2 separate regions of the Danio rerio genome follow, and region 1 is linked to region 2. A link is a contact called in public Micro-C data. All regions are on one chromosome and are shown on one strand. The core of a region is the stretch at or near the end of the contact, and the rest is flanking DNA. Distances in the headings are between cores, read along the strand shown.

Region 1 (2,700 bases), core at 167-2,666, 150 kb before region 2:
TTAAAGACACTCGAGTTTATTTACTGATCAGAGAATATGATGCGCTGCATATGGTCTTTTCCAAATAGCATGCAGTGAAATTAAAATCACCCCAAGCCAAGTGTGTATGCATGCGGTGAAAACACATACACAGACACACGCAGAGACACACATTTTAAAAACAACGTTGCTATTAGATACAGATTATATGTAATATAAATAATAAATCTGATTTATCATGTAATATACAGGAATGGAAATGAAAGATCACTTCAAAATGCTCAGTTATTTAGAGCATGTGTAGTAGTAACTTATAGATACTTATAGTGTGTGGTTGAGTAAATTGTTATTTTTTATTCAGATTTATTCTGTAAAATACTATTGACAGTTCTTCCAAACCTGCTTGCTTTATTTATGTATTATTTTGTTAAATTTATTTATTTATTTATTTATTTAGTTAGTTAGTTATTTAGTTATTTGTGTGTTTGTTTGCATAAAATAACAAAAATATGTCATGTTTTCCAATCTGTTTAGATATTTAAAGAGAATACAATACAATTGTTATGTGTTTACATATCACGTTTTACATAATTCACATACATGTTTACCTTCAAAAGTTACCTTAAGTTATGAAATTAATATAGTAGCATTTTACTCAAACCCATTTACAATCATTATGTATTACATATTTACCCTATTGCAGTAAATTTAAGTAAATCGAGAGAAACTTAGGACTTATGTGAAACTCCTCAACTTATGACATAATTTTGGCCTCTGCTCCATTTTAACGACATCATCATAGAAATAAAAAAATTAAATAAATAAAAAATGCAATCACCGCCCAGGCCAAAGAAATGCAAAAGCGCATAAGATTTTGGGTAATGCTCAAAAATGTAGACTGCAATAGAATGTTTTATGTGGATTTGTGTGTTCTGCTTTGATTGTTCCAAGCTTTTATGTTGCTTCAAAACTAAAATGAATACCAGGTTTATTGGTGAGGTCTTGGGGAAATATAAAATAATTACTAATAACTGCATTTCTGTGGATGCACCATTCTCCTTTTTGTTCTTCCTTGAAAACACCCACAACAGTTTTCCTTTAGCTCTTACACATACATACTGTGATTCTTTTAAACTTCCTTAAAAAGGCTCGAAACATGCAGTGTTGAGTCACACACAATGCAGACTTCCACACACACACACACTCATGATGAGTTCATCCAGTTCATGGTGGGTTTAGTCGATCTCCATCTCAAGCAGTGGACTCTGAGTGCGGCTCTGCTAGTTAAAGTAGTGTGATTTAAAAATCAAACAGCTTATCAGCCTTCCCAATGCATTCTGTAAAACTCACCAACTCCATCTCTTCCTCCTCTGACTGCTTCCAACAGAAAAAAAGCATATGATGCTGTCAGTAAAGAGGCAGGTGGGGCCGTTCTCACCAGGACGTGCCTTCAAAACTAACTTATTCAAATTCAGAGACCCAAGCGTGAACCAAACGCTGCCTCGGGTTACTTGCAGTACAACTGGAAATTCAAATTCAGAGTCAAATTCAAATGAAAAGTCAAATTTGTTGGCACTAAATACACAACGTTTCCATTCCTCACGGCCATGGGGTTTGTTTGATGCTGCAATTAAGTAAATGTAGGGCGACTTCCAGTGCTAAACAAAAGAAGAGCAAATGTATGGGAGAATAATGATGTTTTTGTTGTTGTTTATTTGTTAGTTTAAACTCCTTAGAGAAAAAACTAAAATCACTGAGGAGCTTGACCTCGCAGCAAGGATGTGCTTAACCTTTCACCTCAGACACTCATCCATATGTGAGCTGGTGTGTCCAATAGCCCCATCAATCTTCTTGGTTTCATTGGCACAGTCGACCACTTGCTTTAATTGATTATTTACAAGAGAGAAAAAGTAAACACTAGCTAAATGAGGGCTAGAAAATGAAGCTGAATACTAGTGAGAATTTAAGTACTAATGAATAGTACAGTGTCTATTTCAATGTTTCAGATAACATTTGTGGTACATAAAATGTTAAATAGTTTAATCTTTTTCATTATTGTAATCATATATACAGTTGAGGTCAGAATTATTAGCCCCCCTGAATTATTAGCCTCCCTGTTTATGTTTTCCCTGTTTTCAGTTTAACAGAGAGCAAACTTTTTCGTCATATTTCTAAACATAATAGTTTAAATAACCTATCTCTAATAACTGATTTATTTTATCTTTGCCATGATGACAGTACATAATATTTGACTATATATTTTTCAACACACTTCTATACAGCTTAAAGTGACATTCAAAGGCTTAACTAGGCTAATTAGGTTAACTAGGCAGGTTAGGGTAATTAGACAAGTTATTGTATTACGATGGTTTGTTCTGTAGACTATCGAAAGAAAAAATTAGCCTAAAAGGGCTAATAATTTTGTCCTTAAAATGGTGTTTATTCTTTTATTCTAGCCAAAATAAACTGTAAAAATGTCCTTGCTCTGTTAACCATAATTTGGGAAATATTTAAAGAAAATAAATTCAAAGGGGGGCTAATAAATTTAAACTAACTATATATATATATATATATATATATATATATATATATATATATATATATATATATATATATATATATATATATATATATATATATATATATATATATATATATATATTTATATATATATATAAAACATACCAGCTATATTTGAAATTATTAAACACTTCTTGCTGA
Region 2 (2,700 bases), core at 29-2,528:
GAACCGCGTGACCCCACAAATAGCATTAAATCACAATTGAAAAGCTATTATAATATAATTGATGGGATCAATTTACACTTGTCTCAGTTTATTCACTAACATATAGTGTGACTCCAATAAATCTGAGACGGTTCACCAATGTGACACTTATTGCTGTTATGTCAACTAAACAAAACTTCTTAACAGACCAGCACCATCTCCATATCAGACAGAAAAATGTCCGAAATTACTTTAAAGTTAGTTTTAATAGATAAAAGACAAAGATATACGATAGATTGATAAAGTGATCGGACGTGCTTTAGTTACGGAGGCAATGCCCTACATTTCAACCCTGCAAACAGTGCGTGTTTAATGTGTATTAAAATGTAAAACATTTACTCATCACAAATTGCATCCTCTGACGTCTACGAAAATTGCGCTACCACTTCTAGTTGTCAGAACTAGTTTTGGTGCTTTAAACAACTGTGCTGTCCAAAAATCAAAGTTAGAATGAATTACATATATACAACGTGCTACTTTAACCAGACTGTCAACATGTTCAAAAGCAACACAATGAAACATTAGAATCAACAAAAATTCAATCGCATAAGTTCTGAAGGTAAACTAGCTCTATTCTCAAGTTGTGAACTTCTGCAGGTGACCCTTTCAGCCAATGAATCCTGAATATCCCTGAGTGAAAGCTTAACGGTTTCCAAAGTTAAGTATACACAAAATTTCTTTACTTTAGCGCCATTATAAGCTATCGGTCTTTTTTCAATAGCTCCTCCAAAGACATTTAACAACGCCCGGGAAACAATGATGAGAGACTCGGCGCAACATTTGCCAAGTGTCAAAGTGAACTGAACCACGCACGAGCTCTTCTACAGAGAATTACGAGCACGATAAACAGTGTTGTCCTTCAGTCTGAAGGCACGACTCGGGACAAAACACTTCGAGCTTGTTGCCGACCATTGAGACACGCACATGACAAACATGTTTAAGCTTCCCAAACGAATTGTAACGCGTTTAATTTGCGCTCATCCAATCTCACTCCACGACTCCCTCCTCTCTTCTCTCTCCCTCTCTCTGAGTCCGCTGCTGTGTAACATTGTTACTATTTTTGCGACTCACCTTTTTTCTCCGTGGTCCCCCTCGCTGTATATAGATACTGTGTATCAGTGACTCCCGTGGATACACTGTGACATAAATGTATTTTCAGTCACATTGACACACGGCTTCTATTTTCGGGAGCTGAGCTGACAAACTCAGAAGAAGCAGCAGTCGCTCTTGTCACAACATAAGCTCCTCCTCTAAATGACGATAACTAGACGGAGTCAACCTCATACGGCAAGCCGTTTTAACATATGTTATATAGGCCACTGTTACTTGTGTGTTACAATTAATAAGATCTGAAATTACCAGTTTTTTTTTTAAGTTTTACTTGTAACTGCTCTGTTGTCACAAATAAGCCTCCTAGTGGTTTTAAAATATCCCTACTGACAGTCTGTGTAAAATTAAGATTTACAATGTTTGTTTGCCGGTGCACATTGTAAGTCATTTTGCTGGTTTATAGCCTACTTCTGCGTTGGGTGATCGGCGTGACCCATGGTGCCTGCCCTGCACGTAGCTGTGCATTTATACTTCATTGTGCTGTTTGTGTTGCTCTACAATAACATCTGCGAAAAGTTAACTGGCAGTAAGTTTTTATGTTCCTCTGTGTTGAGTTTTTTCAGGAGTATTTTGTTTTTTTCTGAACGAAGAAGCTAAAACTTGCTCATTTAGAGGCTCAAACTAGCGTGCAACAACTTTAATCATAAGGTGAACACAAAACAAACATTTCCATCTGGAGCACCTTCACGGGACTTCACACTTGTAAACAGCTCTATCGGTCTTGCGGCTCTCAGCACTGCCCACGCTCATCATTGCTACCAAAACGACCAATCACAGAGCTTGTGCTAAGAGTCATTGCAACGTGTAGTTACATTTTTTGAGAGGTGTGCTTCAGCGTCGGCCACAGCGAGGGTTATGTGACTTTGTGAAGGCTGCACCGGACCATACGCAGATTGAAGTAGAAGTATAAATTAGCCTTTAAGGTGAACAATGAATCAGTGCAAGTTAAATCATTAAACAAAAATTGTTTGATAATCTTCAGTGAAAGTCTGACCATCTGATTCCAAGTTTGGAGTGGCAGTCCTTTTCAATTTAATGGCCACACCCCTCTTACCATTAGTTTGCTACAAGCCACACCTCCTACTCAACATTTAGTTTCAGGTGGAAGTATCAAGTATTGTTTCAGTATCAACATTCTGAAATAAAGGTCTCAGTAACTTACAGTTTACTTTAATTACTAGTGCATTCAAATGACTAGAATGTATTTCAGCTCTATTGTTGCATTATGAATAGGGCCAGACGGAATTTGCGGACATTTTTTGCTATTTCTGCGGAGAATTTTGGTAAAAATAAGCGGATTTCTGAAGAATTATTTTGGGAGTATCATTTACTCTAGTAAATAAACAAAATTAACGATGGGCTAAAAAATCTGCAGAAAAATCCTAATTATGGGCCTAATTATGACATACTAGAACCTATTTTTGAAATACTCTCACATTATAAATAAATCACTTTTCTTTTCTTTAGTCTTAGTCCCTTTTAGACCAAGTTTACAGAGCATGATTTTCATATTGCTCGGATTGCTTTTGTTTTCATACTGCATGACTATCC

The links. Hi-C and Micro-C count contacts between places; a contact is called where the count stands out from the background.
Region 1: a contact with region 2 is called in a Micro-C map of caudal fin, with 7 times the contacts expected there. The contact joins the enhancer-like site here to the promoter of mef2aa in region 2. A contact is called at or near these places in 3 of 18 Hi-C or Micro-C datasets (caudal fin, hematopoietic stem cells and an unstated tissue) and 1 of 4 datasets of contacts at active chromatin or transcription factors (caudal fin).

What each region holds. Positions count from the first base shown.
Region 1 is chr18:24,735,602-24,738,301 of GRCz12tu, reverse strand. All of the region lies in intron 7 of mef2aa (myocyte enhancer factor 2aa), which reads right to left. Among named protein-coding and RNA genes, the nearest start is that of mctp2a, 20 kb to the left of the region's middle. Within about 2 kb of position 1,416, at least 3 of the 62 cell types and tissues checked have an H3K27ac peak or open chromatin away from gene starts, as enhancers often do. A contact at or near this core is called in caudal fin, where this site is marked.
Region 2 is chr18:24,584,563-24,587,262 of GRCz12tu, reverse strand. mef2aa (myocyte enhancer factor 2aa) reads right to left here and starts at 1,278. Exons shown (of 10, transcript NM_131301.2): 1 at 1,111-1,278.